Regions from separate parts of the Rattus norvegicus genome. Here regions 1, 3 and 4 are each linked to region 2. Evidence: chromatin contacts called from public Hi-C data. All regions are on one chromosome and are shown on one strand. The core of a region is the stretch at or near the end of the contact, and the rest is flanking DNA. Distances in the headings are between cores, read along the strand shown.

Region 1 (3,525 bases), core at 105-2,604, 150 kb before region 2:
AGTGGGGCTGGAGAGGTTGCTTAGTAGTTAATAACGCTGGTTGCTCTTGTAGAGGACCCAGATTCAGTTCTTGCCACCCACATGGCAGCTCAGAAAGGTCATTGTGACCCCAGATCCAGGCCACCCAACACCCTCCTTTGACTCCCATGGGCTCCAGAATGTAAGTGGTGGACATTTATACACCAAGGCACTCACACATATACAACAAACAAACAAACAAAGGAACAAACAAACAAACAAACAAATGAATACATCTTTTTTTTTTAAAGCAGCAAACCCAAACTTACCTCAGGGCTAATTTCTATGAGGGGTCAGTAAGTCGTAAGAACAATGGATTCAGGACAAATACTGTTTAACCCCTCTGAGGCTTTTTAACACCTGATGACAATGGGCAAATTGGGCCACAGGCAAAAAGAAAATTTTGTTTTGTTTGGATTGTTCAGGTGTGTTTGTTTGTTTGTTTGTTTGTTTGTTTGAAGTCAGGATCTCTCTATGTAGCCTTGCTTGTCCTAGAACTCATTCTATAGATCGGACTGGCTAAGTCACACAGAGATCCGCCTGTTTCTGCCTCCCGGATGTTGAGATGAAGAGTGTACACCTCCATGACTGGTGGAAAGTACATTTTAAAATGCAAAGTCTTGCTTTCTCTCGGGCCCGTGGCGCCGGCAAGATGGGTAAGTGTCGTGGTCTCCGTACTGCCCGGAAGCTCCGCAGTCACCGACGGGACGAGAAGTGGCATGATAAACAGTACAAGAAAGCCCACTTGGGCACAGCCCTGAAGGCCAATCCGTTTGGGGGGGTGCCTCTCACGCAAAGGGAATTGTGCTGGAAAAAGTAGGGGCTGAAGCCAAACAGCCAAATTCTGCCATCCGGAAGTGTGTCAGGGTGCAGCTCATTAAGCACGGCAAGAAGATCACAGCGTTCGTGCCCAATGACTGTTGCTTGAACTTCATTGAGGAAAATGATGAAGTTCTGGTTGCTGGATTTGGTCGCAAAGGCCATGCCGTGGGTGATATTCCTGGAGTCCGCTTTAAGGTGGTTAAAGTAGCCAATGTGTCTCTTTTGGCTCTGTACAAAGGCAAGAAGGAAAGGCCAAGATCATAAAATTTTGACAATGGAAACAGAATAATAAATTTTCATATCCAGAAAAAAAATGCAAAGTCTTCGACAAAAGCAATACACGCCGCCGGCCAATGATGACATTATGATTAAGTACTAGAGAATAAGGAAGCCTGTCTTCCCAGGATGGGCCACAAGAGGGCGCCCTATGCCCCAGCCTGAGTCACCACCCCTTTACCCCGTTCCAGGAGAACCCGCCCTTCCTTTCTGTAAGTAACTCTAGGCTCTCCATCTGGGAAGAGCAAGGGTTTGGGACACCGTTCTCCCTGTTTCCTTCCTTCCCAGAACAGAAGCCTGTGTCATGGTACTTAGACATGCCGTGAAATTGTTCCGGTTTTAGACATCAGTTGAGGCGTGGTCTCAGCTACACCAGTCTAAGGAAGAGTCCTGATAAATGCAAGCTGGAATCGCTTTACAGTAGGATTTCTCTGTCTGCTCCTGAACAGTGAGTGTGCCGGCACCAGGCACACTGTGCACACAGAAGGCTTTGAGTGATGCCAAGGCGAATATAGATTCCCCAAACAAGTGGGGAACGGTGGTGCATACCTTTAATCCCCAGCATTTGAGGCGGAGGCCGGCAGATCTTTGTGAGTTCGAGACCACTGAGACAGCCAGGGCTATGTAGAGAAAACCTGTCTTACCACCACCCGCTCCCGAGAAAAACCTACGCAATTACCTACCACCTTTGAGGGTGGTCCTCCTCCTCCTCCTCCTCCTCCTCCTCCTCCTCCCCCTCCTCCTCCTCCCCTCCCCTCCTCCTCCATTTGTTTGTTTGTTTGTTTGTTTAATGTGAGTGCACTGTTGCTCTCTTCAGACACACCAGAAGAGGGCATAGGATCCCATTAGAGATGGTCGTGAGCCACCATGTGGTTGCTGGGAATTGAACTCAGGACCATCTGGAAGAGCAGTCAGCGCTCTTAACCGCTGAGCCACCTCTCCAGCCCTTCCCGTTCTTGTGCACCCCTCTCCTTGGGGACCCTGTGACTGTGACCTGCTGGCAGCTAGCTGGTTGGTATCAGCTCCACTAGGATGTCAAATGGAAGCTCTAGAAGGAGGGACAGCAAAGACAAAGCCTGTGGTCCTTGAGAAGGCTGTGGCATCCTGCTGGCTACTGTTTTGAAGCTGAAAAGCACAACAGTTGCAGAGGCACCCTTGGCCCATCTCTCCCACTCCCTGTTTGGCACTCAGGTGACTGGGATGATTCTGGAGCCTCGGACCCCTCTTCAGGGCTTGTTCTGGGGCAGTGAGGTGTAGGTGGCCCTTGGCTCCTGGGGATGGCCATGTAAGAGGGCTTGTTTCGTCTAAATACAGTAGCTTGGGAGGTCATGTGAGGCATGTGACTGTTTCCGATTGGGTTGGGTTTTTTCCAAGACAGGCTTTCTGTTCGTCACTATGTAAACGAGGCTGGCCTCAAACTCACAGAATTCCTCCTGCCTCTGCCTCCAGAGTACTGGCATTAAAGGCATATGCCACCGCTGACTGGCCATGTGACTGCTTTAAGTCCCGGCATCTAGTGTGGTGGGTATGTACCTCAGCCCTTGGGTTTAGTCATACTTTATTTATGTGTATATTTGTGTTCAGGTGCCCGACGAAGCCAGTAGAGAGTGTAGGATCTCCTGAAGCCACATCCTTGGAGTTACAAGTAGTTGCAAACCTCTCAACATGGGTTCTAGGAACTGAACCCAGGCCCTCTAGAAGGACATCAAGTGGTCTTAACCACTGAGCCCTCTCTGCAGTCCAACCCAGGGCCCTCGGAGGCTGAGGCGAAACAAGTTCAATGACTACGTAAGAGGGTCCATTTTGTCTAAATACAGTAGTTTTGGGGATCATGCAGCCTGGGCTGAATGGGTGAGACCCTATCTCAAAAAAAAAAAATCATCCTGTGTTGGTTTTGTGGCTTGGAGTACCACTGAAGCCATGTCACTGCAGAGCTGGGCGATGGCCTGAGGTAACTCAGAATAGCACACATGTGTGATGTGGGAACATATGGTTTCAGACTGTGTTCTCTGGAACAGAAGGAAAGGGGTGACCATGTATTAGATCCCCCTCTGTGGCCCTTGCTTAACTTTAATGGTCCCCGTCTCCCACAGACCTCTTCCCTGAAGTACTTTGAGTCGTGGCCTGGAAGCATCCTGAGGCAGCAGGAGTGGGATGGGCAGCTCAGAGGTGGCTCCTCCCTACTGTCCCTGTACTGGTCTGTGGAAATGTCTGTTAAGCAGAGGCTCTTGGAGGTTATGGCTGTGAGTACTGGAAAGTTCTTTCTTGCCCCTATACTCCCAGGAAGAAAGATGACACAAATCAAAGGTCCAGTGCTTTATTATTGTCACAAAACATAGAGAGGAAGGCTCACTATTCTTCCCCCCATGGGAAAGCCACTGTGCGGGTGGGGTTGGCGGGAGCCTTGTT
Region 2 (3,317 bases), core at 289-2,788:
ACTAACAGGTTCCTGTGACAAGAGATGGGTGAGAGGGTGTGTGGGGGGTGGGTAGAGGAGGAAAGTAGAAAGGTCAGAATCCTTGAATGCTCTGGGCACTGAGAGATTCTGGGGGGTCCCATCTCCTAACTACAGTGTCTGGAAGCTGCTTTTTGAAGTGGGCACAGTGCTTATGGAACATTAAAACCCGAGTTCTCCATACAGATTTTGGTTCAGGGAACAAGACCGAGTGTATGCGAATTTGAGGACGATCCTTGCTTTCGTTATGAGGCTGGGGTATTGGGAGGCAGCAGAAGGAATAAGATGTGCCTATTAGGTTTTACTGCCCCGGTGGGAGGTGCACCCTTGCCCTGACGTCAGTTAGCAGGTGAGAGCTGCCTTCAAATCATGCCTCAGTCTTGAAGAACAATCTGGAAGTCCTTCCTCTAATGTCTGCCTGCTCTCCAAGGACTCTGAAGAAGGTGGGTGCTGAATTTTGTGTTGGAGAGGGGCAGATGAGGAGGACGGGATGGAAGGTCCTCGAAGGTCCTCTGAATATACACGGGTGCAGAAGGTAACCCTACACACCTGCTCAAGCACTCGCCCTCGCCCAAACACTTCCTTTGCCCCTGGGGCCTCAGCAGAGCAAGCAGGAGGCGGGTTGTAAGGATGATTGTAGGAAGGGAGAGGAATTTTCCACTAACAGCAACAACAATAGAAACTGCTTCTCTTAAAGACACAACACGCAGTTTGCCAAGTGCCTTCCTTCACACCTGTGATCTCTGGATTCCAGAGGTGCTGGCCAGACCCAAGTTTGATCTACCCCCCCTCCCCCAAGCTCAAGTAGGCACGGGTCCACTGCAATGTCCTAACCTTTACTAAACTGTGTGCTGTCCCCACCCCAGAGTCCCAGGAAGCCCTTATCTTTGTCCTGGGCAGTCCCAACTGAGTAATCCTCAGGACTAGTAAGTCCACCAAACAGAGGCACAGCAGAAGCGTGCTCACGAAGCCCTGCCTTCTCCAAAGTTCTAGGGAGCCACACACTTAAGTCTCCCCAGGGCTTCTCCTAGGGAGCATAGTAGGAGCCTTATGGGTTGGCTGTTCAAGGAGTTTAACCTGTACCCTGTATTTCACACTCACTCTATATGTGGCGACAAGTGGGTAGCTCGATGACCTCAAGACTCCTGGGAAGCCTTTCATAAAGTTAGAAAGGAGAGTGTGCAACTATGCCAATTTCCCACCCAACGAGGGGACTTAGACCTAGGCCACGGGGTGGGGGGGTCGAGGGGAGGGCGCTGACACACAAGAGATTACTTCTGCTGCAGGAGGCACCTGTGCTCAATTTGTTTAACGTCCGCCAAGCCCTAGCGCCACCTCTCCTCTTTCTCAGTCCTATCCGGCCTGCGATCTCCCAGGCCTCCCTTCCCCGCCGCAGGAACCACTTACCCCTGCTTCGGTCCATGGCTCCGGCACGGATCCTGGAGCACTCAGCCCAGAGCGCAGCGGCTGCCGCACCAGGCGGCGTGCGCTCTCCCGGGCTGCCGGGGCGGCTAGCTCGTCCCCTCCCCCAGACAGGATGCTCGCAGGACGCCCCCGCCCCGCCCTGCGCGCTCCCGGAATAGACCCGAGCACGCCTCGCCCCCTGCGAGTGTCTCGGTCCCCGCACTGGCCAACGCCACGCCCTGCTTTCCCTCGCCCTCCTGCTGGGCTAGCAGGGACAGCCTCACAGCTCACACGCTTGGGTTCGGTGCCTACGTGGTCGACCTGCCTGGACCACTCAATTTTGCTTACCCTCCGCTAAAGACAGGGAAGCGAACCACTCACTCCCCTGTGGGTACTGCCTTGCATTCCTTCCAAGGACTCAGCCTGGCCCACCTTTTTGGCTTTGAGTTTATCGTGTCCACTCCCAAAGTTCTTTCCTGAGCCAGGCTGGTAAAACGACAACAAAGGATTGAGAAATATTAAACAAAGATCTTAAATTGCTAAAAAGACAGGTGGTGGATGGGGCCCCATGTCAGCTTTCCAAGTTCCTAAATGTACTAAACTGTGAAGAGATACCAAAACAGTGTGATAAACACCGCAGAAGGCAACAGTTTTAGCACTGGGAAATATAATGCGGTGCACACCTCCGAAGATAATTATGGGATGCAGAAAATGTATTGCTACAGCCCAGCCGAGAGATTTAGTATGGGTGTCAGCTTTTAAAATTACTGGTAGGGTAGGACTGTGGTCGGCCTGAGAGGCCTGAGTTTGAGTCTGTAAGTGCCATTCAAGGCCAATGCTCAGACACACTTCTCCAACTGTGGGCCTTACCCTGTATTCAGTTTTGATTGAGGGATACATTGTAGCATATCTAATGTTTGGAACGTCTGCAAAGACACTGAGGCAAGAATGGGCATCTTGTATTTTCTTCACCTCGAAGTATTTCCTCCCGAGTTTTTACCTGCAGGAAATTAACATTACCTGGGGCAAAATGACCCCTGTAGTTTGTTCTGTGCGTTTGAATGTAGAGGGCTTAGAGAGAACATTGGTGCGGTTAAAAAATAAGTAAAAAATTTTTTCCGAGTCTTTCCTTCCTACTCAGTAGGAGCTGCATGTAATGTCCCACCTTCGAAGCCTGTCTGCTCATCTGTGCTGAGGGAGAGACCTCGGACTGACCTCACGGAGCTGTTGGCAAGGCATGTGAAAGGATACTACAGACCCACTTTACAAACCATAAATAGCTATGAAGATGTGAGCCATTGTGAGCTTCCAAGTTCCTCTTTGTCCCTGCCCTCTTTTCCAATTTGAAAAGGTCATGTTCAATTCTAAAGCAGCTAATCCACAATTGCAAGTGGATTCAGCTTCCTAAGTCCACTGCTTGAACTCTGGAACTTGGAAGCCATCAGAACATTCTGAGTTCCTAGGCTAGCTTACTAAATCACCATTTTACCCAGAATGCTTTGCAGCACTGAGCATAGAACCCAGGGCCTTCTTCAGGCAAGGCAAGCATTCTACCATAGATCATCACCCCAAGTTTTTTTCCTTCCTTCCTCCCTCCCTCCCTCTCTCCCTCTCTCCCTCCCTCCCTCTCTCCCTCCCTCCATCTCTTCCTTCTTTTCCTTTTGAGACAGGTTTTCCTAAGTAGCTCAGGCTAGCCTCCAACTCACTCACCTCTTGCCTTCTGCTCCAGAGGTTTGGATATAGTGACAGTCGACCATGTCCTCTGATGAAATCATTTTCAAATGACAGAAGAAAATACTACCATTGTCAAATAGATGGAGGCTTTGGTAGACATTTTTAAACTTTAAAGGACCTTGAAGTTTGTATTCAGATAATTATAGCGAGGAGCTAACGAG
Region 3 (3,123 bases), core at 265-2,764, 230 kb before region 2:
ATTAGATTGGTTGCAGAAGAACCAAGCACTGTTCCTCTATAATTCTGTGGAACACTTTGCTAGACTTGCACCTATCTAAATGCACACCTTTGAAAATCACCCAGTTTAGTTCTCTAGTGCTCTCACTACTGCACCAACACAGCATTTTTCATCCTCCATCAAGATGTGGTGTGTGTGTGTGTGTGTGTGTGTGTGTGTGTCACGTATGCTTTGCCAACCCTAGTTCACTTATCCTTCAGAACTACTTGTTAAGCCCTAGACAGTCTCTACTTCTAACTACTGTACCAGTGTTCAAAGTTGTATTTAAGACTTTTTTTTTTCATTTTTCCTAGGTCTGGAGTGATGGCTCAGTGGTTTAGAGAACTTAACTACTCTTACAGAAGACCTGGAGACCAGTTGTTACCTGCATCAGGTACCTCTCAAGCACCGGTGATTCCAGTTCATGCAGTCCAGTTCCCTCTTGCATCCATGTATGTGATGCACAAAAACTCATACACACACACACACACACACACACACACACAAATAAAAATACACCATTTTTTCCATTTTAATGTTTATTTTAGCATTGACTTAAAAAAGTTTTACAGGCTATACTCATGTTTCATAGTGCCCGAGGGAGCTTTTGTAAACCTTAATTTTCAGTAAAATTTTGTACTTGAAAATAAAGACAAGTCCCGTTTTATCAGTTTTTAATAAAAAATTACCTTGTTTTAAACGATGTCGGTTTTATTTTGTAATATTCATTTGTACCTTTTGCACTAATAATGTACTTCTCGACATGATCCAAGACGAAACTGCTTCTTTGAAGGATAAGTATAGCAAATTTTATTATGCGCAAATTTATTGTCAAGTTTTTCTGTTCATAACGCTAGTGATAATGAAGTTTCTATTAGAATTGCTCCTTTCAGATCAAGTGTATTCAAAGGAATACGAACAGACACAGGGTGAGACTAATACCAGGTTCTTCATGTTCCCTTAAAAAATGGGGGAAGGGGAATTAGCGACATTTCACGGAGCCCTGAACCCTTAATTACTAATAATCAGTAGGAATCTGCCACTTCCTAAACCCAGCTCGCCCGGCGCAGCTTTTCTCATCAGAGGCCACAACCTATTTCGACACACTGTGCAGGAAAAGGACGGCTCCAGAGTGACCTGAAAAAGGATCAAAGGCTATAAACCGCTTCAAACGCGGAAAAAAGATCACTCAACTCCCAAGGAGACCAGAAGCTTTCATTGGCCACATTTGAAAAGAAGGTGACTCCCTAACGCGCTCGCCTGACGCATAGCAAGACACTGCCCTCGGGGTCCAAAGTGATTAACAGGTAGCAAGAGTAGAGCCCCGGACGGCCGGAAGTGGAAGTGAGCCCGGGCGGGGAAGAGCACAGGCTACACCAGACCTGCGCAGCCCGCAGGCATCTCAGTGCGCAGGCGCACCTGGGCGTGGCTGGGTGACGCTAGGAGCGTGGGTTGCGACTCTCGCGGATCCGGTTCCGCCCTCCCTCTCTCAGCCCACCCTACCGAAAGAGCGCCCGAGATCCCTTTCCCAGAGTGCTCCGCGCCGTGAAGAAGCGGCTCCCGGGGACTGGGGGCATTTTGTGTTGGCTGGAGCTGGAGTAACAAGATGGCGGCATCGGCGGAGTGACGGGTTCCCTCCGGGCCGGAGCCGGCGGCAGTGGTGGCAGCGGTACTGCCGCCCTAATTCACCGCGCCCCTTCCCCAGCCCGCGACGTCGCCGCGAACAAGAAACAGCGGCGGCCGCCCAAATAGCAAGTGGCCGAGCTTCAGCAGCCGCGACCACCCTTAACTAACTGCGGCCAGGCCCTCAGCGAGCGGCGGCGATCCGGCTTCTCTCAGCCGCCTTTGCGCCCTGAAACGCCAACAAAGCCTTGGTTTTAGGTTGCCTGCCGCGCTCCTCAGATCTGCCGGGTGGAACAGCCCCGGAGGCTTCCATCCTCTTCCAGAGGTGTCGGGGCTTGGCCCCCGCCTCCATCTTCGCGTCTCAGGATGGCGAGCAGCAGCGGCTCCAAGGCCGAATTTATCGTCGGTGGGAAATACAAACTGGTGCGGAAGATCGGATCTGGTTCCTTCGGGGACATTTATCTAGCGATCAACATCACCAATGGCGAGGTAATCACCCGGTTCTGGGGGAACGTTAACGCTGGGCTTTTTTTCACCCCCAACCCCCCTAAGTACTCCAAACCTTCCCACTGCACGCACGCACGCACGCACTAGGGAGTCCAGAGCGAGCCAGTTTTCCTGGCTTAGCAGCCTCCCCCACTATTTCCCTAAAAAGGAAAAACCCGATAGAAAGGGAGGGTAAGCTCTGAGGTTTCCCACCTTGTTCAAAGTATTTCATTTTAACCGTTATTTAAGAGGAGAAGGGCGAAGTCGTGTATGATCGCCATGGTTTTCTTTGTATTTCTCAAATTTAATCTGGGGTTCTTGTTCCAGTTAGAACAGTTTCCTTTTAAAAGTCTCGCCTTACGTTCCAAGGTTGCCTGTTTTCTGGATGACTCCTTTTGTTTCACTCACTTTAGATTTAGAGGACATGCCCGTCTCTTCACGTCCTCATAGTGGCAACTGGAAGCAAGCATTGCTAACATTTCTCGTTTCCCAAGTGAGTTTGAATCCGTAGGGATTTTGATACCATCGTCCCCTTTCCTCTGCAGGAAGTGGCAGTGAAACTAGAATCCCAGAAGGCCAGGCATCCCCAGTTGCTGTACGAGAGCAAACTGTATAAGATTCTTCAAGGTGGGGTTGGCATCCCTCACATACGGTAAGAACCTTGAGCACGTAGTCGATCGCTGGGAATTGCGAAATGGTGAAAGGGGTTGAGGCTGGTAATTGGACGCGATGAATCGGTCTTGGTACTGCGTCCTCCAGATTCCATAGTTAACCGTAATCGTTGAGTAATTTTTAGTTCTCCAACTTAGTTGAAATTTTGTTGTACTGCTGCATTCAGCTTCTGTCATTTTTCCGCTTCCTGAGGCTTTCGTTTGCAGTTAACTGTGCGGGTCGTCTTTGGTCCCTACGCGGAAGGGTTGGCTTTTTGTTATTTTTAAGGAGGTACCTTTGGTGTTCACACGTTTGTCCCCTGAAGTGTGTCCCCTGAAGGTGTGG
Region 4 (3,437 bases), core at 674-3,173, 130 kb after region 2:
TCTGGTTTGGTTTTTTGGATTTTTTTTCAGCTTATAATACTCAGTGTTGCTAATAGCACAAACATTTCTTAGGATTCTAGAACAGCAAAAGGCAGAGTCAGTTGCTAATTACCTTTCTTAGTTCCTTCTCCTCTATCAGTTACTGGGAAAGACTCCCATAAACAAAAATTCCCCTAGATAGAGTAAGGAATGGCAGGCAATCCACACCTTAATTTTTCGAAGGACACAGATGCAAACATATGGCCCTCCGGTGACAGGGTTGACAGGGCTTGCCCCACCCCCTCCCCAAGTCTGGTACGAAGCCAGAATATCATTTCAGACTGTCAGCTATGAGGGAAAAAAATTCTTTGGCTATAAGAGGGGAAGGGAGTCAAGCCTCACTCGCTTGCTTAGCATAGCTATGTGATACACAAAGGAAGACAGCAGAGACGAGACGTGAGTCACGCAAATACGTAGTAAATAAATACATTTCGTTTCCATCCCAGCGGCTCTGCAGTTTCTCTCTGTGCCAAGGCCTTGAAATGGAGGGAGGGTCAGGAACTAGCGGGGCTAGCCTGGACCTCGTCTCACTCAGGTGCTGAACCCCCCCTCACCCCGCCCTTACTGCCAAGCTCTAGCATTTGTAGAAAGACCTTGTCAGTTCTTGATCAGAAAGGTCTCTGATTTATCCCTCCAGATCTCATAGCTGAGCAATCTGAGATGTAGAGTTGGGACTAAGCCCAAAAGTCAGAACCCCCAACTGGGAATGCTTGCAGGGAGCCTCTGCTTCCACCGTCGGATTTGGTACCGAGATGACCCCAGCCAGCAAGTTGAAAACAGAGCCAGACAGTGCCAGTTGAACACAATCATGCCCTCCTAGGGTAATGCCTGGGTCACATTAACCCAACCAGGGCCTTCCTGGGTTGCTTGAGTGCATTTCATGATATCCAGGGCCCTAAGTGTCCGGGCCAGGCTCTGCAGGGCAGTTACTGCCAAAGCTGTTGCTCAGAGGGTTTGCCACTTCCTCTCATTCTCCTGTAGGCTAAGCAGCCTCCAGGTCGGTAGGGAACCAGCCTGGACCACTGAGGGAACAGGAGCTGGATCTTCCTCAGGACCTAAAGGTGGCTTCATGAGGATTTGTTTATCAAATTGCTCTTTGCCATCCAAGGTCCGCCCAGGTCCGCCCACGGCCTCTCTGCTCTTCCCGGGACAAGCAGGGCCTCCGTGGATTTACAGATGTGGGCATGGAGGTCTCCTGGGAGCCCCCCACAGTCAGACAATGGCCACACTACTGCTTCTTAGGCCTTTCCAGGCATAGCTAGGAGACAGCAGTTTTCCCGACAGAGGCAACTGGCGCTGCCGATTAAACATTAGCAAAATCATCAGGAAAAGGCAGACCTCAAAGCTCTCCCTGTGCCAGGGAGCTCCGAAAGCACCCGAAGAAGAAGGAGTCAGGTGTCCCCGCGGATACCGGCTTCCTTCCTCTTTCCAGGCAGCCCGGGCGCAGGCTCCTGAACCTCCCGCCCCCACCCCTGTTCCCATGGCAAAGGAGAGGAGGATCCACTTACTGCTCGTGTTCATGGTGATGCCTTTGCTCTGGGTCGTTCATTCAAAACGGAGGCCCGGGTTGCTTTTTAAATCTTGTGTTCTTCTCCTGGCCTCACTCATCACCTAAGGGTGAAAAGGCAGAGCAGGGCCAGCTGTGTATCCTCAGGTGCGCTCTCCCCCTGCTGGCCCCTCTCCGTCTGGGCTGGAGCCGCTGGCCTTTAAGGCGAGTGGACGAACAGGGCAGGTGAACAGAGAGGAGGGGCAGGCGAGGAGGACTCAGGTGCTTCGTCCTCAGCACCTGGGACCCGAACCCCGGGCAGTAGCGAGGCTGGCAGCGCCGGCTCGTGCGCACCCCGCGTTATCCCAGCCGGCAGGCTGCGGAGCCCGAAGGGGGTGTGGACCACAGGGAGGCAGGGCGGAGGCAGCGCGTCCCCGCCCGGCCTCGGGAGCAGCGACCCGCCCCGGGACCCACCTCTTGTCCAGTTTTGGGAGCCAGAGGCCCCTGCCCCGGCCCCTGCAAGTGGCTCATGAATCCCGCTGGTCGTCTGGGGTCTGGGATGCCAGGGCGAGCCAGGCGAAACCTGAGAGCTCGCCATCCATGATGTGGGCTCGCAGCTTGGCAGCTCGGGGGGCGCGGCCGCTCGCTGCTGCCACCTGCTGGACGCGCCGGCGCGTGTCTGAGGCTCCGCCCTGCAGGGCATTCTGCCTGAGTGCTGGGGTGGTGGGAAGAAAAAAAAAAAAAAAACACCAACTCCACCCCCTCCCCTAAAAAAAAAAAAACGGGACCCTGATGTCCTGAGGGCAGTAGTACGGGCGGGTGGGGTGGGGGTGAACCTGGGACCTAGGGGGTGAGCCGATATAAGGAAGGAAAGAGGAAAGTTATCACTTAGAAGGAGAGACTGGATTTGCTGGAGTTTGAGCTCCCAACTCAGCCCAGGGCTGACAAGCTGGGTGCAGTTTAGCTTTGAGCAGGTTCCTACTGAACTGGATCCTGAGGTAGCTGTGTCAGTAAATAAGACAGATGCTCAGGATGCCGTTTTCCTTTCAGCTCGTGTCCCCGTTCCCCTACTTACTCTCTTGATTTCTGGGATCACTAGATTAATTTGCTCTGACAGCCTACCTCCCCTGTCGCACAAGCAACGTTCACTGTATGACAAAAAAAGGGTCTTTTCAGTAGACCTCCTCCATCAGGGCCTGGCACAGTAGGTATCAGTATTTGTCGGAAAAAAAATGACCCTTGTGTTATGTGACCCTAATATACCCCAACCCTAATTGTGGGAGGTCTAAGCATCTTCACCCTGTTGCTCTCTCCCATCTGAGGAAGGCAGCAGGTACATAGCCTCATGATGCTGGGTCACCTCCGCTTTTGTACAGCTAACTTACCTCGAGTTGTTGTTATTGTTATAGCAATTAGTTGTCATGGCTATTTTCTGAATTCTTTGGTGACAACCGGCCAACATAAGGTGGAGGCTCTTCACATTCCTATGACTGCCAACTCTGGCATTTCCTTAGCCTAATTCATGCTTACAAAAATGTAACAAATAACCAGACTAGAGACCGTATATACCATCCTGGTCTATACAGTGACTCCAGAGGGGACATGTGTGAACTCAGAAAACTGAATGTTCATACTCTCGGAGTTCGAAATTCTAGGGCACAGCGTCTTTTTGCAAACCTGACCCCTCTAGGTTAACTAGACATTCTCTGTGAGAACGACTGCACGTACTTGAGTCTGAGGTCTCTGGTTAAGGTGCAGTAGCTGCCTTCTTAACACTGGAGAGAAGACACCTTATGGATAAATGTAAGGTCTGTCCCTGGCGCCGCTGAGACTGTTGCTATGTCCTAAATGCATGGTAGTGGCTGAGGACCCTTTAGATAACTTGAGGTGTCAATGGATTCCACACTCACTC

The links. A called contact is a pair of places that touch in the nucleus more often than the background predicts.
Region 1: a contact with region 2 is called in a Hi-C map of Schwann cells, with 5 times the contacts expected there. The contact joins the enhancer-like site here to the promoter of Afap1l1 in region 2. A contact is called at or near these places in 2 of 12 Hi-C or Micro-C datasets (Schwann cells and frontal cortex).
Region 3: a Hi-C map of Schwann cells shows a contact between it and region 2, with 5 times the contacts expected there. The contact joins the promoter of Csnk1a1 here to the promoter of Afap1l1 in region 2. A contact is called at or near these places in 3 of 12 Hi-C or Micro-C datasets (the A7r5 cell line, Schwann cells and psoas muscle) and 1 of 1 datasets of contacts at active chromatin or transcription factors (oligodendrocytes).
Region 4: a Hi-C map of Schwann cells shows a contact between it and region 2, with 3 times the contacts expected there. The contact joins the promoter of Ablim3 here to the promoter of Afap1l1 in region 2. A contact is called at or near these places in 8 of 12 Hi-C or Micro-C datasets (the A7r5 cell line, Schwann cells, frontal cortex and 4 more).

The regions. Positions count from the first base shown.
Region 1 is chr18:57,364,772-57,368,296 of GRCr8, forward strand. It overlaps Carmn (cardiac mesoderm enhancer-associated non-coding RNA), which reads right to left. Exons shown (of 8, transcript NR_184396.1): 8 at 3,420-3,525. It also overlaps the pseudogene Rps23-ps2. Among named protein-coding and RNA genes, the nearest start is that of Mir145, 3.5 kb to the right of the region's middle. Within about 2 kb of position 1,355, at least 19 of the 93 cell types and tissues checked have an H3K27ac peak or open chromatin away from gene starts, as enhancers often do. A contact at or near this core is called in Schwann cells, where this site is marked.
Region 2 is chr18:57,512,942-57,516,258 of GRCr8, forward strand. Afap1l1 (actin filament associated protein 1-like 1) reads right to left here and starts at 1,539. Exons shown (of 19, transcript NM_001106142.1): 1 at 1,426-1,539. The coding sequence starts at 1,441.
Region 3 is chr18:57,285,898-57,289,020 of GRCr8, forward strand. Csnk1a1 (casein kinase 1, alpha 1) reads left to right here and starts at 1,515. Exons shown (of 10, transcript NM_053615.2): 1 at 1,515-2,130; 2 at 2,673-2,779. The coding sequence starts at 2,008.
Region 4 is chr18:57,644,787-57,648,223 of GRCr8, forward strand. It overlaps Ablim3 (actin binding LIM protein family, member 3), which reads right to left and starts at 1,924. Exons shown (of 23, transcript NM_001191698.1): 1 at 1,548-1,924. The coding sequence starts at 1,560.